Regions from separate parts of the Sus scrofa genome. Here regions 2, 3 and 4 are each linked to region 1. The links are chromatin contacts, called in public Hi-C and HiChIP or PLAC-seq maps. All regions are on one chromosome and are shown on one strand. The core of a region is the stretch at or near the end of the contact, and the rest is flanking DNA. Distances in the headings are between cores, read along the strand shown. Region 1 holds the start of SDHB (succinate dehydrogenase complex iron sulfur subunit B). Region 2 has its middle 6.5 kb from the start of CROCC. Region 3 overlaps CROCC (rootletin). Region 4 holds the start of PADI2 (protein-arginine deiminase type-2).

The links. Hi-C and Micro-C count contacts between places; a contact is called where the count stands out from the background. HiChIP or PLAC-seq counts read pairs in DNA pulled down with a chosen protein or histone mark.
Region 2: a contact with region 1 is called in a Hi-C map of skeletal muscle, with 6 times the contacts expected there. The contact joins the enhancer-like site here to the promoter of SDHB in region 1. A contact is called at or near these places in 5 of 47 Hi-C or Micro-C datasets (epiblast stem cells, heart right ventricle, liver and 1 more).
Region 3: a Hi-C map of fetal liver shows a contact between it and region 1, with 2.9 times the contacts expected there. The contact joins the enhancer-like site here to the promoter of SDHB in region 1. A contact is called at or near these places in 3 of 5 promoter capture datasets (fetal liver, fetal skeletal muscle and liver), 30 of 47 Hi-C or Micro-C datasets (adipose tissue, alveolar macrophages, blood and 14 more) and 2 of 2 datasets of contacts at active chromatin or transcription factors (alveolar macrophages and skeletal muscle).
Region 4: a contact with region 1 is called in an H3K27ac HiChIP or PLAC-seq map of skeletal muscle, with 5 times the contacts expected there. The contact joins the promoter of PADI2 here to the promoter of SDHB in region 1. A contact is called at or near these places in 5 of 47 Hi-C or Micro-C datasets (blood, brain, embryonic fibroblasts and 2 more) and 2 of 2 datasets of contacts at active chromatin or transcription factors (alveolar macrophages and skeletal muscle).

The regions. Positions count from the first base shown.
Region 1 is chr6:75,675,022-75,680,494 of Sscrofa11.1, reverse strand. SDHB (succinate dehydrogenase complex iron sulfur subunit B) reads left to right here and starts at 2,384. Exons shown (of 8, transcript NM_001104953.1): 1 at 2,384-2,455. The coding sequence starts at 2,384.
Region 2 is chr6:75,549,326-75,554,798 of Sscrofa11.1, reverse strand. No RefSeq gene overlaps it. Among named protein-coding and RNA genes, the nearest start is that of CROCC, 6.5 kb to the left of the region's middle. Within about 2 kb of position 3,093, at least 39 of the 83 cell types and tissues checked have an H3K27ac peak or open chromatin away from gene starts, as enhancers often do. A contact at or near this core is called in skeletal muscle, where this site is marked.
Region 3 is chr6:75,591,196-75,596,668 of Sscrofa11.1, reverse strand. CROCC (rootletin) reads right to left here. Exons shown (of 39, transcript XM_003127643.4): 26 at 4,674-4,841; 27 at 2,556-2,715; 28 at 2,344-2,553. Among named protein-coding and RNA genes, the nearest start is that of MFAP2, 22 kb to the left of the region's middle. Within about 2 kb of position 2,303, at least 22 of the 83 cell types and tissues checked have an H3K27ac peak or open chromatin away from gene starts, as enhancers often do. A contact at or near this core is called in adipose tissue, fetal liver, omental adipose tissue and 3 more, where this site is marked.
Region 4 is chr6:75,753,155-75,758,627 of Sscrofa11.1, reverse strand. PADI2 (protein-arginine deiminase type-2) reads left to right here and starts at 2,651. Exons shown (of 16, transcript XM_003356166.4): 1 at 2,651-2,916. The coding sequence starts at 2,825.

The DNA.
Region 1 (5,473 bases), core at 1,135-3,634:
CTGTGGTGTAGGTTGCAGACGCGGCTCGGATCCAGCGTTGCTATGGCTCTGGCGTAGGCTGGCGGCCACAGCTCCAATTAGACCCCTAGCCTGGGAACCTCCATATGCTGCAGGAGCGGCCCAAGAAATAGCAAAAAGACAAAAAAAAAAAAAAAAAAAATTATATGGGTGTGGAAGCCAAAGACTATACAAAGGTGCTTTTCACAGGGTAGGGGAGGAGTTCTGTCATGGCAGAGTGGAAATGAATCTGACTGGAACCATGAGGTCGTGGATTCAATCCTGGCCTTGCTCAGTGGATTAAGGATCTGGCATTACTGTGAGCTGTGGTGTAGGTCACAGACGTGGCTCAGATCTGGCATTGCTGTGGCTGTGGTGTAGGCCGGCAGCTGTAGCTCCGATTTGACCCCTAGCCTGGGAACCTTCATATGCCGCAAGTGCAACCCAAAAAAGGCAAAAAAAAAAAAAAAAAGCAAGGGTAGGGGATTAAGAAGTACAAACTACTCCGTAAAATAAATAAACTGCAAAGATATAGAGTACAACACAGGAAATATACCCAATATTTTATAATAACTATAAATGGAACATAATCTTTAACACCTGAAACATAATATTGTACATCAACTACAACCTCAATTCTTTTATTTATTTATTTTTTGATCTTTCTGCCTTTTCTAGGGCTGCTCCCGCAGCATAGGGAAGTACCCAGGCTAGGGGTCTAATTGGAGCTGTAGCCAGCCTACGCCAGAGCCACAGCAACACAGGATCCCAGCCACGTCTGTGACCTACACCACAGCTCACGGCAACACCAGATCCCAGGCCCACCGAGCAAGGCCAGGGATGGAACCTGCAACCTCATGGCTCCTAGTCGGATTCGTTAACCACTGCACCACGACGGGAACTCCTAACCTCAATTCTTTTAAAAGGTGACTTTTATATGTCGAAAACAAGTGGGCAGGAATTCCCTCCGTGGCTCATGGGGATTGGCAGCATCTCTGGAGTCCTGGGACACAGGTTCAATCCCCAGCCCGGCACAGTGGGTTAAGGATCCAGCACTGCTGCAGCGTAGGTCACGTCTGTGGCTCAAATCTGATCCTTGGCCAGGGATGCTATGGGGAGGCCTAAAAAACAAAAACAAAAACAAAACAAAAGCAAGTGGGCCAAGAAGGGAAAACATCATCCTGGGAGATACAGGGAACTGCAAAGTTAGCTAACTACATAAACTGCCAGAGCTGACTGAAGAGACTGAGACAGGAAGGACAAAAGCCACACCTGCCCAGGTAATTGAGTTCCCAGAGTGAGGTGGGCTCTGAGATAACCCATGCAGAGGTCTGGATAAAGCAGCTGATATGACTGAAATAGAAAGTTAAGGAGCTTCTGTCATGGCTCAGTAGTTAACAAATCCAATAAGGAACCATGAGGTTGTGGGTTCGATCCCTGGCCTTGCTCAGTAGGTTGAAGATCCCGCGTTGCCGTGAGCTGTGGTGTAGGTTGCAGATGCGGCTCAGACCCCTAGCTTGGGAACCTCCACATGCCGCGGGTGCGGCCCTAAAACAGGCAAAGTCAAAAAAGAAAAAAAAGAAAGAAGAAAAGTTAAAATACGCACACCTCTTTCATAAAAAGACTGCTTTGAGTATTAAGATGAATCATAATGCTTGGCACATAGTAGGTGTTCAAGAAATGGTTTCTAACGCTAACTGACTGATTGAGCCATCCTGGGTTCCCTTCTCGCTCCTCTTTTACAGAACAGAACTTACCGTATTACAATTGTCTGGTAAGTTTGGTGAGGGCGGCACCGGTGCCCGGCTTGCTCACGCACTGTAGTACCCAGCACCTGGCACATAGTGGTGCTCCATACGTATTTTTGAATGAATGACACCTTTGCCCTTGATCGTTGAAGTCCCCTCGGACTCCAACATTCCTGATTTGCCCCGGACTGAGGGGTTTCTTGGGAGGCAGCAGTGCTGAAACCCGGTCAGTCTCGGGCAAACCGCAGTTGAGTGACATGATAGATAAATTTTCAGGAAGAAAGGGGTTAAAAATCGGGAGAGGACGAAGATCGAATGGCTCCGCCCACTTAGGCTGTAGCCCCACCCCTTACCACGGCCCTCCCTCCCTGGCTCCGCCCCTTCCTCTGGGAAGGTCACCTTCGAACGCGGGAGACTAAGTGGGCATGCGTCCGGCCCACGGCAACTACGCCCGTTCTTGCAGGCTTTCTCCGCCTTCCCTCCACCCACTCGGGAAACCGGAAGCCACCTCCCACTCGGTGGTTCTGAGCAGCTAGCGGGTCCTCGGTGGACGCTGGCTCGGCGCCGCGGTGCTCGGTGGGACAGCGGCGGAGAGTGCCCTCGGGGTGAAGGGGTGGGGCTCGACGTCAGAAACCAAAATGGCGGCGGTGGTCGCGGTCTCCTTGAAACGCTGGTTCCCGGCCACAACCCTTGGCGGAGCCTGCCTGCAGGTGAGCACCCGCCCCGGGCGGAGGGGGCGAGCCAGGCATGAAGGTCACGGAGACGGCTTGCAGTGGGGAGGGCAGCGGAAGGGCTGAGGGAGCACAGGGCCAGGCCTCGAGGAGGACAACCCGCTCCCACCCGCGCAGTGCTCTAACTCTGGTCGGGAGCGTTCCTGCCGGTTATCTTTCTGCACCTTTCTGCAGCCCGTGAATTGGTCAGGGCGGAGAGGGTTTTTTAGACACAAGAAAGAGAAGTTCGGAGAGGGAACTGGAATTGCCCAAGGTCACATGGCGAGCGAGTGTCTGTTGGGAAGCATAATTCGAATCCGACCATTTGGCCTCCGAGCCCTTTTTCTGACTCCTTTGGGAAAGACAGACCTGCCGGAGCGCTAAGGATAAAACTGGGAGGCGAGGTCACTCCTCCAGGGTGCTCAGTAAAGAGGGAAAGGGCGGGTGAATTGTTGGGGCCAAGGGAACAGAAAAATGGAAGGTAATCCGCTTGATGCCCTGAGGATATGAGTCTTCGTAAAGCAGAGTCATCCGCTCTGAATCTCTACCTGTAAAGGGCGTACCGACCTTATCGAGCTTGGCACTGCTCTTATTTACGTTCTTCAGGGTGCATCCCTTGAGTTGTCAGGAAGCTACACACTTGTGATCTGCATTCAAAATGGGAGGAAGGGAAATTGCCATCGCAATTTGTGTATGTAAATCCCTTTCAAATCTTTTTCGTCCTTTGGGCTCCTGAAAAAACCCTGTAAGATGGACAAGCAGGAATTCTTACCTCCATTTTAGAGTTTGGAAAACTGAGGCCTCAGAAAGTGGTGTTTTGGGTTTTTTTGTGTTTGTTTTTTTACTTGTTCAAAATATCACAGCCAAGAATGGGTTGATCCAGGACCAGACCCCAGTGTTTTGATCTTTGTATGTGAAAAACTCCTAGCATAGATCTGCCCACAATAGAGGTACAAGAATTATGAATTCCCCTCCTCTTCCTGCACCTCCATGAGAACATATTCGCTGGCATATGGCCAGTCTTCTAACACCAGCTCTTTGCAATATGCTCTATGTGAACTCAGACAGGTCATCTCGCAGCCTTCTGAGAAGTAGGGCTGGGGATGAAAACTGCCTACCAGCATCTTAAGCTGAGCGTTAAATTGGTGATTGATAATGACCTTGTTTACAGCTCTTTTATACTTGCTGAGCAAGCAGTTAGGTTGTGAGAGTCCCACCAATGAGAGTGCATTCTGAAGCTCAGGTCCCTCCTCCAAGAATGAATTACAGAGAAAGTTGGTTTCATAGGTCAGTGTTGTAATTCCAGGTGAAGCCACTGTAGGGCCTCCTGAGGGCAAAGAAAATAAATTACACTCACACCCCCGTGTAGGAAAATATATTCACATCCATAAATAGTGACATCATCATAATCCACCTGAATAGAATCCGTAATGAGCTTGGTGTACTACTTTCGGGTATACTCTGGTTCCTAAGAGTCTAGGACACAGTGGGAGATCTCTTCTGAATTCCTCATGCTTTTGTTTGTACCACTGAACCACAGTTCTGCCTGTGAGTATTGAACTGTAGTGTATTAACTGTTGTTTATGTTGCCTCATTTCTTCCTCTAGACTGTGTACTCCCCAAGGGCAAATACCACAGACTTTCAGTTGTGTGTCTCATTGCCTCTAGAGCTGACGGGGCTTGCTATACCCATCTGCCAATTAGAATAATGCAAGAACAGGAGTTCCCGTCGTGGCGCAGTGGGAACAAATCCCGACTAGGAACCATGAGGTTGCAGGTTCAATCTCTGGCCTCGCTCAGTGGGTTAAGGATCTGGCATTGCTGTGAGCTGTGATGTAGATCGCAAACGCAGCTTGGATCCTGCATGGCTATGGCTGTGGCCCAACTGTAGCTCCTCCTAGCCTGGAAACCTCCATATGTCCCAGGTGCAGCCCTAAAAAGAAAAAAAAAAAAAAAAAGAATAATGCAAGAATGGATATGGTTGCCAATGTGGAAGAGCAGAAATTATTTTCTGAGCAATGCCAGAAACTTGGCCCTCCTGTTAATCCTATGAGGTAGATTTTAATACCCACTACTTTCTTACAAAAGGAAACAAAGTCAGAAAAAGTTAAGTAATTTGCCAAAGAACGTCCAGCTACTAAGTTTTAAATCTTGGCTTTGGACCACCACCATTCACACCTTTCGGAAACTGTCTCTCTCTGGTGAGACCTCCCTGCCTTTTTCCTCTCCATTTCCACATCTTTCCCGCCTATCTCTGAATCTGTATCTGCACCGTCGAATTCAAGCTCCCAGCCTGCTCCCAAGGAAGCTCTCCTTAAATAACACGCTGCCTTCAGTGTAATCCAGAATTCACCCTTCTCATCCTCAGTCTGGTTTCAGTCCAGTTGTTGATATCTCGCTTCTTGCCTTCAATTATAAACTGTGCATTTCAGGAGTTCCCATTGTGGCTCAGGGGAAACGAATCTGACTAGGAACCATGAGATCGTGCATTCAATCTCTGGCCTCGCTCAGTTAGCCACGAGCTGTGGTGTAGATTGCAGATGCGGCTCGGATCCTGCGTTGCTGTGGCTGTAGCATAGGCTGACAGCTGTAACTCCGATTTGACCCCTAGCCTGGGAACCTCCATATGCTGAGGGTGCGGCCTTAAAAAGCAAAAGTGAAAAATAAACTATGCCTTTCAGCTTATCCACGATTTCTTACAAAGGTACACTCAGCCTTGAACTCTCATTTGTTTGTAGATTGAGGTAGAAATGCTTTTGACAAACCCTCTTCTTTGGGTTTGTCGTATAAATTGCCCAGCTAGGCTACAACGAAGAAAAAACTCAAAATTTTTGTCCACCTCCTGCTTCTGCCTGTATATTCTCCTTTGCTGCCTGTGTTGTGGGAGAAGTGGCGGCACTGCTCTGGCTCCTCTCCTCTCGTGCTCTCCATCCTGTCACCTGTTCAGAGGTGGCTGTCCAGGACTTCTCCCCTCACCCTGCATTACCAGCTTTGCTGCTCTATCACAGCAGCAGCAGC
Region 2 (5,473 bases), core at 1,844-4,343, 130 kb after region 1:
AACCACAGCTTCGGCCACACCAGATCCTCAATGCACTGGGCCAGGCCGGGAGTCCAACCCTTGCTGCCACAGAGACGACGCCACATCCTTAACCCACTGTGTCACAGGAGGAACTCCCCTCTGCACTCTTACTTAGCCCTCTGCCAACCTGCAAACCTGCCAGTTGCAGGAGCCAAAAAGTCCCTCAAAGCCAACTCATGAGTTCACACATACCAGCTGCTCTTAACCCAAACATCATTATTCTTTATTCTCTGGCTGCTGACTACAAATTGTAATAAAAATACTGAACCAACCATGAGCCAGGCCTATGCCCCAAACTCTGCATCTGCATCCTATCTGTTTTAACCTTCTTGACAGCCCCATGATGCGGGTGCTCTTCTACCCACTTTACAGATGACAACACTAAGGCTGGGTGAAGTTAAATGATTTGCTCAAGGACACCCAGCTGTGAAGCGCTGAAGCCACAGGTGAGACCCAGGTATGCCTGGTTCCGAAGTTTTAAATAATAACAAGCAATGGAGTTCCCATTGTGGCTCAGCGGAAACGAATCTGACTAGTATCCATGAGGACGCAGCTTCAATCCCAGGCCTTGCTCAGTCAGTTAAGGATCTGGCTTTGCCATGAGCTGTGGTGTAGGTTGCAGATGCAGCTCAGATCCTGCATAGCTGTGGCTGTGGCATAGGCCAGCAGCTGCAGCTCTGATTAGGAGGTTCCCTAGCCTGGGAACCTCCATATGCCATGGGTGCGGCCCTACAAAGCAAAAAACCAAAAAAGAAAAAACACCAAACCCCTCAAAAGTCCTACCACCACAAACAAGGCATGACTCATCTGGCCCTGGTCCCCCTCTCCCCCCATCTCCACCCCCCTCCCCCAGCTCATTCCACTCCGCTGATTCTCAAACACACCCACCATGCTGCCACCTCAAGGTCTTTGCCACCTTCTCTGCCTGGCATGCTCTTCCCCTTTCTTTTCATGGCTGACTCCTTGTCAACCAGACCTTGGCCCAAAATGTCACCTTCTGAGAGTGTGAACCCTGACCTCCCAGCCAAAGCGGTTTCTGCCAGAAGCCATTCACTGTTTGCTCCTACACGTATGTTGTCTGCCTGCTCCAAGGGCAGGGACCGAGTCAGCCTTGTTTACTGATGTCGCTGCAGGGCCTAAGGCCCAAAGCACCATGAACAGCTGTTGAGTGAATGAAGGGATGCTAGGAGGTAAGTAATAATACAGGAAACTAAATGAAAAAAATACAAAGGAAAAAAATTCCTCTGGGTTTGGTGGGGGTCACACAGGGCAAGGCTTGGCCATGGTTGGTGTAACCTACAGACTGGGAAGGAATTCAGAGTAAACACTGGGCAATGTCCCCAACACAGGACCCCTGGGTGGAAGGGGTATCTAGTCTCCAAGGGCTGACCCCCATTTCCAGGGCTTGAGAGAAAGACGGGAGAGGAGGGGCTATGTCAAAGAAACCCCAAGCTCTAGGAGTTCTTACTCCTCAGATCTTTCCTGACTGCAAGCCTGGCCTCGCTTGGCTTGGCCTTAGCCTCTGGTCTGATCCTGCCACAGGATTAGTTTATTGAGCACCTGCTGTGAGCTTAACCAAGGAAAACAGGAAATCTCAGATGAAAACAGATAGATGGTACCTTCATGGCCTCCCCCCCAAGTCTAGGTCCCAGAGCGAGCTGGGGAGACAGGCCACCAAGGAGTCATACAGGGAATGACTCAGACGTCCCCTGACCAGCAGTGCTCAGAGCTGTTGTCCTCTTGGGTTTGCATAAAATCACAAGGTAAGAGAGCCTGGGAGTTCCCGTCGTGGCGCAGTGGTTAACGAATCCGACTAGGAACCATAAGGTTTCGGATTCGGTCCCTGCCCTTGCTCAGTGGGTTAACGATCCGGCGTTGCCGTGAGCTGTGGTGTAGGTTGCAGATGCGGCTCAGATCCCGAGTTGCTGTGGCTCTGGTGTAGGCCAGTGGCTAAAGCTCCAATTGGACCCCTAGCCTGGGAATCTCCATATGCCGCAGGAGCAAGAAATAGCAAAAAGACAACAACAACAAAAAAAAAAAAAAAAAAAAGAGAGAGAGCCTGTTCAAAATGCCAACCCCAGGAGTTCCTGTCCTGGCACAGCAGAAATGAATCTGACTAGGAACCATGAGGGTGCAGGTTCGACCCCTGGCCTTGCTCAGTGGGTTAAGAATCCGGTGTTGCTGTGAGCTGTGGTGTAGGTCGGATCTGATGTTGCTGTGGCTGTGGTGTAGGCTGGCAGCTACAGCTCTGATTCCACCCCTAGCCTGGGAACTTCCATATGCCGTGGATGCAGCTCTAAAAAGCAAAAAGCAAAAAAAAAAACAAAAACCAACCCTCGAGACTAAAGGGGGAGGCGGGGGAACGAGACTGGTGGACTTCAAGCCCCACTCTGAGTAACTCGAGGAGGTCCCAAATTCCTGCACAGGCTGTGCCATCTTGGGTAACTCAATTGACCATTCTGGGCCTCAGTTTCCTTATGGGTAAAATGGAGCTACTTTCAACTCCGTTTGTTGCTTAGAAACCATATCCCAAGCGAGGAAGGCAGGGCCGGTGCCTGGCCCTCAGGAAGCTGCAGAAAGGGATCGGCTGGTGGCGGTGACAGCTGGGAAAGTCCTCCCACGGGAGCGCTGCCTGGCGAGCGAGGGGACCGCTGGACAGAGAGACGCTTCTCTGCTTGTCTGCAGGCCGCAGCGCCCGGACAGGCCTCCGCCTCGTCCCGCCCACCCCAGCCCGCGGGAATCTCTGCAGGACCGCTGGCAGGATGTCCGCAGAGGCCCCGGGGGCGCTCTCCAGGCTGCCGGGCCGGGCAGCGCCGGGGGCGCGGCGCGTGCGCCCAGAGCGCCCCCAAGGCCCCGGCCGGCGGCTTCATCCCGCCCCCTGGCGCGCGCCCGCTTTCCCGCCCTCCGCGCGCGTCGCAATCTCGGCCCCGCGGCCTCCTCCCACCGCAGCGCGCCACGCGCGCCCGAGCCCCTGGCCCGCGGTTGCGCGCGCTGCCGGGCTCCTACCTTCGTGCGCCGCCGCCGCTGCCGCCGAGGCCGAGCGGGCCGGGCTGGGCGGGGCCAGAGGGCGGAGCTCGATCCCGACCCGCCCACGTCCTCGCGTTGCCCGGGTGGAGGGCGCGCCCTGGGCCCGGGGCGGGGCCGGCCGCTGGGAGCGTGCGGCGGGTCGGTCTGAGAATGTTTAACCGTAAGCCGCGCTGCCTGGAAGGCCTTTCTTACAAGATCGCATTTACTGCTCGGGACAACCCAGCAAACAGAGCTGATTAGTTTCTTATATATAAACGTGAAATTGAAGATTAAGCCAATTAATGCTTAAGATCTCGAAGCTGCAAGATGGCAGACGGAATCGGAACCCAGACTCAGCAGCAGACTTCGACAGCGGTCTCGGCGTTGTGTTCCCTGGCCCTACCTTAAAGGCCTTAAAACCCGAAGTGCTGTCCTTGACCAACAAGGCTGAGGGGGCCTGCCTGCCCCCGCCTCGGAGCCCACAGCAGCAAGTGAGGCCCCACTGACTGCACCTGTGGGGACAATGTCTATTTTCCTGATGGTCCTGCAACTCTGGATGAGGCACTCTAGCCTCGGTTTGTTCATCTGTAAAATGGCGCAACCCCACGTGCTGCCCATCTGTTCTCACAAGCTCAGGTGCTTTCTCCACAGGGAATGGGGAGAGGACCATAGAGGAAACCAGACTTGTGAAGCTAAACAGTGACGTGTCCTTTCTAATAATAGGTTACTTACTGGTCCTCTCACTGGGCGTCAACTTGCCTGCGTTTCTGAAGGATTAGATCCATTTCAAAAGGGGGAGGCAGGTCTGAATTTCTAGCGCTGAAGGAGAGGTGTTTTGCCTGAAAAAAACATGTTTAATTTTGTGATTCTACGTTTGGAAAACAGTAAACAGCCAGAAAGAAAAGCAGCGGTCTCAGCTGGTGGTTCATGTTTCCCCACTGGTAGGAGCAGATGAATGGAAGTTTGACAAAGAGGAGGCTGGTTTTTACATCTGAGAAGCTTCAAGAAGGGCTGCCAGGGTGCTCTTTGGGCTCTAACACCTGGGAATGGTGCAGGCAAGGCTGTGGCCTGGGCCAGGGTGGAGTGCTGCTGGTCACGGGACATCTGAGTCAATCCCTGGGGACTAGGCTGAGGAGGGGTGCGAGGTTGGGAAGACAAGGGCACGATTTCCCTGAGGTGTCCCTTGATTCAGCTCCAGGAGGGCTGAGTGACCTCTGCCAGTAAGCAGATGGGCCCCAGGTGACCCAGCATGGCCCAAGGCTGTGTCGCCCTGTCTGGAGTCCCCACACTTCCTGTATCCTGGATCCCTACCCAGGCTGTGATAGGATCATGGCCTCTCTATTCCACTTCTTCACCCTAATGTGGTGTATGGAGTTCTCGAGCCAGAGAGATCAAACCTTCTTTTTACTTTGGTCTTTTTAGGGCTGCACCTGCGGCATATGGCGGTTCCCAGGCGAGGGGTCGAATCGGAGCTGTAGCCGCTGGCCTACACCACAGCCATAGCAATGCCAGATCCTTTACCCACTGAGTGAGGCCAGGGATCGAACCTGTGTCCCCATGGATACTAGTCAGATTTGTTTCCGGTGAGCCATGATGGGAACTCCTAAACCTGCTTCTTAACACGCCAGAGATGCTGCTGAGCCGCTGACCCCATTGTGCCACAGTGGGAAATCCTCCAGTCCACTTCTGATCCTGCCTGTCCCTGCAGAGCCCTCCCTCACTCTGGAGTGAGGCAGGTCTGTGCTCAGGCCCCCATCCCTCCCCCTCCCTCCAGCAGAACTTTCCAGGCCTCTCTGCACCAAGTCTCCTTTGGTCACCTGCACCTTGTGGGCAGCCTACTCTGGCTGCCTGCTACACTGTACTAGCTGCTCCCTCTTCTATTTTTTTTTTTTTTTTTTTTTTTTTTGCCACTCCATGGACATGTAGTCCCCAGACCAGAGATCAGATCTGAACCTCAGATGCAATCTAAGCTGCAGCTTCAGCAAAACTGCCCGATCCTTAACCCACTGTGCAGGGCCAGGAATCGAACCTGCGTCCCAGTGCTCCCAAGATGTTGCTGAGCCACAGCAGAAACTCCATCCCTTTTCTATTTTCCCATTCTATCTTAAGTCCCCTTTGAACTCTTCTGCGAAGGAGAACTGTAGGCTACAAGTTCTAGGATTATTTCCATATTGCAGATGAGGAGACCGAGACTCAGAAAGATATAGTCGCTTGCCCAGGAAGTTCAGTGGCTTCTAATCGCAAAGTTCTTTCCTCTACACTACGCTGCCTCATGTGAGATTTGGGGAGGGACAGCAAATACAGCCCCTATCTGCCAGACCCTCTTATCCCAGAACCCCCAGAAGCCTGCTGCAGGGAGGCACATACTTCCACTAGCCCTCCACGGGAGGCCTTGAACTCCCCTCTCCTTAAAGAGGCTGTGTCCCCTGTTGTGCTGACTCGGTGG
Region 3 (5,473 bases), core at 1,054-3,553, 84 kb after region 1:
AGGGTGGTTACAGACGTCATTAGTTAAGACAAGGTCATACTGGAAGAGGGTGCACCCCAATCCAATATGACTGGTGTCCTTATAAAAAGGGGAAATATGGCGTTCCCATTACGGCTCAGCAGTAACAAACCTGACTAGGATCCATGAGGACACAGGTTTGATCCCTGGCCCCACTCAGTGGGTTAAGAACCCAGCGCTGCCGTGAGCTGTAGCATAGGTCACCAATGAGGATTGGATCTGGGTGGCTATGTCTCTAGCTGCAGCTCCCATTCGACCCCTGGCTTGGGAACTTCCATATGCTGCAGGTGCGGCCCCAAAAAGACCAAAAAAGGGGGGGTGGGGAATTTGGACACACACTCAAGGAGAACTCTGTGTGAAGACTAAGGAGATGCTGCCATAATCAAGGAACTACCAGAATCTAGGAAGCCTGGAACGAATTCTTCTCTGATAACTTCAGAGGAAGCATGGCCCTGCCGACACCCTAACCTTGGACTTCCAGCCTCCAAGACAGTGAGACATAAACTTCTGTTGTCAGAGTTCCTGTCGTGGCACAGCAGAAACGAATCCCACTAGGAACTATGAGGTGGCGGGTTCGATCCCCGGCCCCGCTCAGTGGTTTAAGGATTCGGTGCTGCCATGAGCTGTGGTGTAGGTTGCAGACGTAGCTCGGATCTGACATTGCTATGGCTGTGGTGTAGACCGGCAGCTGTAGCTGATTGGACCCCTAGGCTGGGAACCTCCAGATGCCATGGGTGCGGCCCTAAAAAGCAAAAAAGAAAAAAAAAATTCTGTTGTCTAAGCCACTCAGATTGTGGTACTTTTCTATAGCAGCCCTAGCAGATGAACACAATCACAAACTCTGTAACCAGTAAGCATACTCCTAATTCTTCCGTCCCCACACCTCCTGGTAACCTCTAATCTTTTTCCATCTCCATGAATGTCACTTCTAGATTTTTTTTTTTTTTTAACAGCTGCACCTATGACATACGAAGTTCCCAGGCTAGGAGTCAAATCAGAGCTACAGCTGCAGGAATAGGCCACAGCCACCACAACACAGGATCTGAGTCACATCTGGGACTTACACCATAGCCACGGCAACACTGGATCCTTAACCCACTGAGAAAGGCCAGGGATCAAACCCGCATTCTCATGGATACTGGTCAAGTTCTTAACTCACTGAGCCACAAGAGGAACTCTGAATACATTCTATGTTTAATTTATATATCACATTCATTGTCTGCTATTCCAAAGCCTAGACCATAAGCTCCATAAAAGCAGAAACACCTGTCAGTTTTGTTTACTGCCCCATCCCTACTACTTAAACTGTACCTGGTACATAGCATGTGCTTAATATATACAGTAACTGACTGACTAATGTGATCCTGGGGCTAAATCTCTGGATTTGAAGAGACAACAACCCAATGTCTCATAGTGAATTTCCCACAGTTCTAAGATTCTGCAGATTCTATTTCAGGCCCAGGAATCAAGGTGAGATTGGGGTCAGGATGAGACAAGATGAAGGCTCCTTCTTAAAAGGCTGCTTGCGCCTGCTGAAGCACAATGCTGATTTTCCCACCGTCATCCACGGAGCCTCAGCAGCAGGTGGGGGTAGGAGGCTCTCTTCTGAGGAAGTTTCTGGAAGGGGGGAGGTGCTGAGTGTCTGTCTGGGGGAGACATGGGGTCATAGGCCTGGTATGGAGGGGTGTGGAACCAGCAACGGGAGAATGAAGAGGATGAAGGGCTGATGGAGAGAGGGCAGGCATCAGTTACAGAGGTTGGAGACTCAAAGACTTAGAGGAGTTAAGGGCATTAAGAAGCGACATCCGGAGTTTCTGTCGTGGCTCAGTGTTACCGAATCTGACTAGGAACCATGAAGTTGCGGGTGGATTCTGGCCTAGCTCAGTTGGTTAAGGATCTGGCGTTGCGGTGAACTGTGGTGTAGGTCGCAGATACTGCTGGGATCCCAAGTTACAGGTCGATTAGACCCCTAGCCTGGGAACCTCCATATGCCGCGGATGAAGCCCTAGAAAAGACAAAAAAAAAAAAAAAAAAAAAAAAAGAAGCGACATCCTCTATCCTCCACGCCCTTTAAAAAGCAGCAATCTAGGGTGTGCGGATCCACCTCAGCGAGGGGGCGTGGTCTAGTGGGGGCCAGAAAGGGTCGCAGGGGGCGTGGCCCAGGCAGGCGGGTCTCAATAAGGAGACAGGGAGGGGCTGAAGGGGCGGGGTCTGAGACTGGTCATCAAAGGCGGGGCAGGTCCGCCAAGGGCGGCCTCTTAGGCGGCACCGAACTAGACCCGAACTAGACCCGCTGACCCTCCCCGTCTCTGCGCGCTCACTCACCTCCCGCAGGCGCACTCCGGATGGGGGAGCCCAGCGCGGGCCGGGGGGCCGGGCTGGGCACCCCGCCAAGGCCCAGGCCCCGGCGCAAGGCAGAGCGCAGGCCGCCCAGCTGGGCCTCAGCCGCACGCCGCTGCGTCTCTACGCGGGCCAGCTCGGCCTCCAGGCCTTGCGCCCGGCCGTCAGCCGCACTCAGTCTCAGCCCCAGCTCGCAGCCTCAGCCCGAGCAGCCTCCAACTTCTGTTCCAGGCTGCGGGCGTGGTCCAGTTGCTGCTTCTGGGCGCCGCGTGCCTCCTCCAGGGAGCCCAGCAGGCCTCGTTCGCGGGTCCGGAACTCGCCCTCTTGCTCCTGCAGCTTCCGCTGGGCTCCCTGGAGCTGGGGAGGGGGCAAGGTCAGGAGGTGGGTGTCATCAAAGCCGCCCCCCAAACCAAAACCCAGCCTCCCAGGCCCTGCCTGGAGCCCAGGGGCCCACAAGTGGCATGCATGACACCTGTTCCATTAGTGGTCTCCACCCATGCAGGGCGTGCAGGAACATCATGCATGGGAACACTCATGGGAGTGTAGCAGGAAACTATTAGAATTTGTTTATCTCTTCCTTCTGTATATATGACTTGCAGTGTAAACTAACAGCTAAGGCTTATAAAGATAGGCATTATTGGTGCCAGGCACTAAGTACTTTCCTTGCCAAGAATCAACTCTGATTGATGACTGGTGATTCTACTATGAATCATCTTTATTTTAAAGATGAGGAAATGGAGACCTGGGGCAGTTATGTAACTTGCCAAAGGCCACAGAGCTAGTAAACTGAGAGCTTGGTTTCAAAGCAGGGCACCCTGGCTCCAGAGCCTGTTCCCTGAACCACTAGACTACACTACCTTTTCAGTGCACGTAATTTATCAATTTAAAAACAAAAAGGGGGGTGGGATTTCCCACCGTGGTGCAGTGCCTTTAGGAATCTGACTGCAGGATTTCCTGTTGCGGCTCAGCGGTAACGAACCCAACTAGTATCCATGAGGACTCAGGTTTGATCCCTGGTCTCTCAGTGGGTTAAGGATCTGGCGTCGCCATGAGCTGCAGGGTAGGTCACAGACACAGCTTGGATCTGGCATGGCTGTGGCTGTGGCCAGCAACTGCAAGCTCTGATTTGACCCCTGGCCTGGGAACTTCCATATGCCCTAAAAAGCAAAACAAACAAACAAACAAAACAAAACAACTCACTGCAGCAGCTCCAGTTGCTGCAGAGGCAAGGGTTAAATCCCTGGCCTGGAGCAGTGGGTTAAAGGATCCAATATTGCCACAGCTGCCACACAGGTCGCAGATGCAGCTGAGATTCAATTCCTAGCCCAGGAATTTCCATATGCCAGGAGCTCCCATATGCTATAAAAATAAATCAATTAATCACAATGAGGGGAGGCACTAAAAAATTATTTACTAGAGTTCCCGTCATGGCACAGCAGAAATGAATCTGACTAAAAACCATGAGGTTGTAGGTTCAATCCCTGGCCTTGCTCAGTGGGTTAAGGATCTGGTGTTGCTGTGAGCTGTGGTGTAGATTGCAGACGAGGCTCAGATCTGGCGCTGCTATGGCTGTGGCGTAGGCTGGCAGCTACAGCTCTGATTCGACCCCTAGCCTGGGAACCTCCATATGCCACAGGTGCGGCCCTAAAGGGCAGAAAAATAAAAATAAAAAATAAAAAAATAAAAAGTTATTTACTGATGAAGCGCATGATGGCCGCACACACACCCCTCTGGTTCAGAGAATAAGTGGACCTCTCGTGGTTATCAGGTTCACTGGGAACCATCTAGGGAGCAACCCCTGGATGCCAAGATCTGCACCAAGGCTTGGTATACACCCACTGCTGTGCCATCCCCCAGCCCATGAATGCTCTAAAGCACAGAGAGACTGAGTGACTTAGTCCAGGCCACACAGCAAATTCACTACCAGAAAAGGCAGTGTGGAAAGAGTGAGGGCTTTGGAGTCAGACAGGTCTGGGTGGCTGGGTGACCTTGATTAGACTCTGGGCCTCAGTGTCTGGTTCTCTCTGTAAACTGGGACTAAGCATACCTACCTCCTGAGGCTGCTGGGAGAATCAAACAAGGTTCTATCTATAAGGCTCCCCCCGTCCCTGCGACACAGTTTCTGTAACTGCTATTGCTGTTATTATACCTGGGCAAGAAGCTCAAGGATTGAGGACAGGGACAGGACTCAGGGAACGATCTCAGAATGACTCTGGCACTGGAATCCCCCCTGCTTCCATCAGAAAAGGCGAGGGGCAGCGTGACAGCCTCTGAGGACCCTCTTCCTCTAGGCAGTCTGCCTGAGGTCTAGTTACCTCCTGCCGCACAGCCTCCAGGCTGGCCTCTCCCTTCAGCAGCTTCTGTCGGAGGCCCAGGGCCTCCCGTCTGCCCTCCTTTTCTGCCCGCTCGCCAAGGGCCAGGCGGCCCTGCAGCTCCACCAGTTCTCTGCCCAGCCTGGTGTTCTCGCTGTCCAGCATCTTCATCTGTGAGACAGAGGGGGCACAGGTAGGACCGAGGACCCATTCTCAGCACCCACAGCCTCTCCTAGCCCAGGGTGTGGGTGAGTGCCCACAGCTTCCAGCAGCAGCCTGTCTGGCTCTGCCCCTCTACCCTGCCCAGTCCAGACCTGGCACAGAGGGAACTCAAGACCCATGGCTCTAGGAACACATACACTGAATGCCACCTCAACCCACTGGGAGCCTGATAACTCCATTGACCTTGAGCCGTGCCAGGCACCTGGGCACCAGTGACCTCCGTGTACCATCTAATCATAATTACCTACCATAGAGAGTCGGGGTAGGGAGTGCAGAATCCCTAGGAGTTCTGCAGGACAGGAACTCTGGGTCATCTTTCACCTCTGTAATGACGCCTAATGTTTATGGAATGCTTGCCATGTGTCCAGCCCTGTTCGAAGCACTTGACTCATATTAATTCATTAGTTTGGGGTAGGTACTAACATTACCCCTATTTAACAGACAAAAAAACTAAAGCTCAGGAGTTTCCTGGTGGCTCATTGGGATAAGGACCTGGCATTGTCATTGCTGTGGCTCAGGTCATTGCTGTGGCATGGGTTTGATCTTTGACCTGGGAACATCCACATGCCACAGGCACAGCA
Region 4 (5,473 bases), core at 1,402-3,901, 78 kb before region 1:
CTATTTTAAGCCCTTGGGCACCCGGAGGCTCCCGTCCCCACCAACCAGGTGCTGTGACCCAACGTCATAGGCCCAGAGCCAGGGACAGGAACCCTGAGTGTGGGTCAGCTGGGCCTGGGTGGGATCTTTTTTTTTTTTTTATGTAAGTAGAGGGAGTGTCATTTCTTGAGCGCACACCTTGTCCAGACAGTGTGCCAGTATTTCATGTATTTCATACATTGTCTCATGTAATGTTATCCTCACCCCTAGGCTGAGGTCACATTTTTCAGATGAGGAAAATGAGGCTAATGGCAGGCAGGGTGAATTGTCCCAGGTACCACAGAGGCAAGGCTGGGCCTGGAACGCAGGATTCCTCCTCTGCCCTTATCCCCTGCACCCCTGCGGCCCCCTCCCAGCACACCCCTCAAGTTCTTGTCCTGGCTCTTAGGCACTGTGAGACCAAACAGGTCAATCCTTTAACCTTTCTGCAGCTCTCCTTCTTCATCTGTAAAGTGGCAGGGTTATTGGGAGGTAGAAAGATCTAATTCTAATGCATGAAAAGTGCCCTTGGGACAGTGCCTGGCACGCAGGGGGAGCGCATTAAGGGCCCACTCTTCTTCCTTCTCTCCCTGCAGTCACCACCTTGGCCTGACGTTATCACTCCCTTGCTCCTGGGAAGACCTGCCCAGGCCTCAATGGGGGTGCAGGGCTTCTCCCCTGACTCTGGGCCCCAGTAGGTGAAATGAGGGTGCTGTGCCCTAGGATCCCTGGAAAGGTGGGGACCCTGGCAAAAGCCCCCTATCTTCACATCGTAAGAGCTCAAAAATAATACCAAATAGAAAAGAAAATGAAAAAGAGGACGTTCCGTTGTGGCTCAGCGGCTTAAGGATCCTGGCGTTGCGACAGCAGCAGTACAGTTCAGTCCCTGACCCAGAGAACGTCTACATGCTGCGGGCACAACTAAAAAAAAATTTTTTCTTTTTACTTTTTAGGACTGTACCTGCGGCATATGGAGGTTCCCAGGCTAGAGTCAAATTGCAGCTGCAGCTGCCAGCCTACACCATAGCCACAGCAAGGCCAGACCCCAGCCACATCTGTGACCTACACCAGTTTGCAGCAATACAGGATCCTTAACTCACTGATCAAGGCCCCGCCTCCGATTCTTAACCCACTGACCCACAACAGAAACTCCCAAAATTTTGTTTTAAATATGAAAAAAAATGTGTATTTATGTCTAACTGAATCACTTTGCCATACAGCTGAAATTAACACAACATGGTAAATCAACTATACCTCAGTAAGATAAATTGTAAAAGAAATGTAATTCCAGTCGAGGTATGCCCAGACAAGAACCCACTTCAGGGGCCTGGAAATCAGCTCTGAGCAGCACAGGTTTTTTGCTTCTTTGGCAGGTGGCCGCCCAGCATCCTGATTGGATGGTGCACTCAGCCGTCCCGGCGTCCATCAAACGTTACCAGCGTCTCCCTGGGTCTTCCCCTTTCCCCACCCACATTCCTCTGGGTCCCAGCTCCCCGGGAGCAGCTGGGCTCTTGTCCATCTCCTAATTTGGGCCGCCTCGAGGAGGCCACTGGGGTCAGAGCCTGGGTGCGCCTCAGCGCCAGGCAATTGTGAGACTCGACCCTCTTATTCAGATGCACCAGGGCGCCCATCCCCCCGCCCCAACACTCCGGCCTGCCACGCCCTTCTCATAACCTCTGCGCTCTCATGCCTCTCTTGCCCCTTGTACCAAGGACCACTCCATCATATATGAATTATCTGAACAGGCCCCCGCTTGGCTTCAGAGCTGGAAGGGTCTGGGAGGGGGCGGGGGCGGCTTCAGGCCCCCATTGCATGTTCTTCTGCCCCCCCTTGGCCTCCACAGGACACAGGGCGACCTCTGCAGTGGCCCCCGCCTCTGCCCAGTGGCCCAGGCCAGAATGGTACCCCCTCACGGTCCTTCCACTGGAACATCAATATTTCAGTCCACGAACACAGGTAGATCAATTCCTTCTCTCCAGGGCTCTCTGCAGCCCCAGCAGGAGGCTTCACCCACCCTCCCCAGGGGCGCCTCCACCCAGGCAGCCAGAATGGCCTCCTTCACTTCCAGCCCTGACCACTCCTCGCTGAGGAAGCCGTGCCAAGGCTCTCATCGCCCACCTACCGAAGCCCTGGCTTGCATTCTGGCGCCGCAGGCTGCAGAGTTCCCCGCCCCCGCCCCCTCCCCATTTTCCCTCTAATTCTGATCTGATTGTTGAGTTGAGTGGGTGTCAGGCGGTATCTGGCTTCCTGGTTTGGTCAGCTTCCTCTCCTCCCTTCCACTTACTTTGCAAACGCCTTCTTTAAGAAGGCTCAGGTCCCGGAGCCTGGGCTGATTTAGGGCACCCTCTGGTCTGGGCTCCCTCCACCTCCTTCCTGTCCCCGCCCCGAAGCCAGCTCCACATTTGCATTACCTGCCCGGTAGGGCTGGGGTCGCCCGGAAGGGAGACTGGCCCTGCGTCCTGGCACCGGGCAGTTGGGGGCCCACGGAAAGTGTGTGGAATGAAAGAATGAGTAAATCAACCATGAAAAAGAGGGACCTTGCAACTGCTGACTTCACCCAGACCACGAGGGAGCGGAAAGAGTTGGGGGCGTGGTCACGCTTGACGGACAGGCCCACGGCCCATTGCAAGGGAGGCCGACGGGCCGCCCCGCCAGCCGACGGGCCGCCCCGCCCACCGGCGGCAGGATAAAGGCGGAGCCCGGCGCCGGGCGACTGCGGACAGCTGGTGAGGGTTCACCTGCCGCAGGTGCTCCGGGCGGACGGGGACGAACGAGGACCCACCCAGGGCTGTGCTCTGCCAGGAAGATGCTGCGCGAGCGGACCGTGCGGCTGCAGTACGGGAGCCGCGTTGAGGCGGTGTACGTGCTGGGCACGCACCTCTGGACCGATGTCTACAGGTGAGCTGGGCCACCGCGCTGGCCCGAGACCCCCTCCAACTCCGGGCTCGGCCCAAAATCTAAGCCCCAGAAATCCCGAGACCCTCCCCGGACTTGGAGACGCGGGCAGCCTTCCTCCAGCCCGAGTCATCCCTCGCCCCCGAGGCCCCCGCGCCCAGAAATCTTAAGAACCTCCCGCAGAAACTTGGGAACCCCCAAACCTTGTGTCAACCTCCGCGAGAAATCTAGAGACCTTCCCAGATGCCCTGACACGGCCCCAACCCCCTTTGCTACTCCTTTCCCAGACCCCGCCCCTCACCTCGGGCTTCCCCCCACTGGACCCTCCCCAGTCCCTCTCCCAGGACAACCTCAGCACCTTCCAACTTCCTAGTCATCCTCCCCTCTTTCCCTCCCCGCTCCCCCCACCCCACACGTCCCTTATGCCCCCTCCCTTCTCCTCAGACCCTACTGACTCACCACCCACCTCAACTCAGCGCCTTGCCCCACTCCCAGATCAGCTGAGCCTCCTGCAGGATTTGCTGGAGGCTGAGACTGGGCCAGAGGGGAGCTGCCCAGTGGTGGAATCTGGCTCTAGGGGTTGCCTAAGCTCCAGTTTCACCCTGTGGGGGCTGCTGGTGATTGCCTGTCCCCAGGCACTGGCCATAAGCTCCATGTCCCCAAATGCCTTCCCTTGACTTCACCCTGGGGTCAGGGAGGGACTTTGTTCCCGCAAACCGAGGTGGTGCAGTTGGGATCTTTGTCAGAGGAGAGCTCCTGATTCAGGACCCTGTTGCCACCGGCCCTTTGCTCCTGTCCATGAACTTTGGTGGGGTGCAGGATTTCTGAGACAGTAGGACATGGGGTGAGGGAATTGAAGTCAGGGCCTACCTCCAGCCCCCAGCCCCGCCCCCGGGAAGCAGCCAAGTCCAAGGAGCCATCTCCCTGCGATGCTTGGGGCAGGCCTTGCAAAGTGCGGCTGGTGTGAATGCAGGGCCGAGGGTCTTGGACGGGATCCTGCAGAACCTCTATTCCAAGCATTTGAAATGTTCCCCATTGCTAGCGTGGGAGGGGTCAGTGGTGAGAGGAGGGAGCATGCTGGGCTCAGGGCTGGGACCCCATGCTGATACCCTGGGGCATGTCCCTTAGCCTCTCTGTGCCTTGGGCTAAGCTGGAGGTGCCGAAGTGGCCTATTGCTCCCACATCATTCTGTCATCCGGAGCACCCTGCCTCTCCCAGGCCCCCACCAAACCCCATCCCTGGGTCTTTCCACACACCCTCCCCAGCCCATGCTCTCTGTCACCTCCAGTGGCCCTGGCAGCTCTGTGGGGCCAGTCTTCTGCCACCTCCTCAGCAGGCGCTGTCCTTCCCCTAGGGCAAATGACCCCGTCACCCTGCAGACCAAGGTCTGTCCCCACTCCTCAGCCCCTGGCCTCAGTTGTCCACATGTAAACCTCAGGGGTGGTTTCTGGGCTCACAACACAGAAGTGGAGTGTGGTCCAGGCCTCAGTGGCCTGGGAGGGCTCCCTTCCCTTCCCCACCCCCAATCCTGAACTGGGCCCTACCAGGAAGTGGGCAAGGAGCCAGGATGCTCAGGTCGCTAAGCCTCAGCTGTCATTATACCCGCCTGTTTGTTCACTGGGGCACTTTTAGTGCAACCTGAAAGGCTGGCGTGGTGCCTCCATTGAGGTGGGGTATAAAAGGGGTTCAGGCTCAAGCCCCTTGCCCGCTCTCTCCCTGGCAGAGTGGGGGCAGGGAGTGGGGGAGGTGTGGACTCATCCTCCCTCGGGCAGGGGCCAGAGCTGTGACGACCCCCCTTTGTCCTTTCTCAAGAACCCAGCCACAGCCCCAGCGACCCTCCCTCTCCCATCTGCACTTCCCTTAAGACTCTCCATCACCCCCAAGAGAAGCAGTGCAGTCTAGAGCAGCAGAAACAGAATGCAAGCCACAGAGCCACATGTGTGATTTTAATTTTATAGTAGCCACATTTTTAAGGTTAAAATAAGCAGGTAAAATTAATTGCAATAATACATATTTTATTTAACTTAATATATCCCAAATGTTAGCATCTCAATATGTAATCAATATAAAAATTACTGAGGCAGTTTACATCCTCTGCTTGAAATTCAGTGTGTATTTTGTGTTTATAGCACATCTCTCTCCAGACTAACCACGTTTCAGGTGCTCAATAGCCACAGGTGGTGGCCACTGTATGTACTGAATAGGGCTCCTCAGCCTCAGCACTACAGCATTTGGGGATAATTCTTTGACACCAGGGGCTATCCTGTTGCCAGTAGCAACCCCCTAATTGTGAAAACCAGAAATGACTACAGGAGTTCCCTGGTGGCTCTATGGGTTAAGGACCTGGTGTTGCCACTGCTGTGGCTCTGGTTACTGCTGTGGCTCATGTTTAGTCCTTGGTCTGGGAACTTCCACATGCCCCAGGAGCCAAAAAAGAAGGATAGAAGAAAAGAAAGAGAGTGAAAGAAAGAGCAGGACTGAGTTCCCATTGTGGCCCAGCAGAAATGAATCTGACTAGTATCCATGAGGATACAGGTTTAATCCCGGGCCTTGCTCAGTG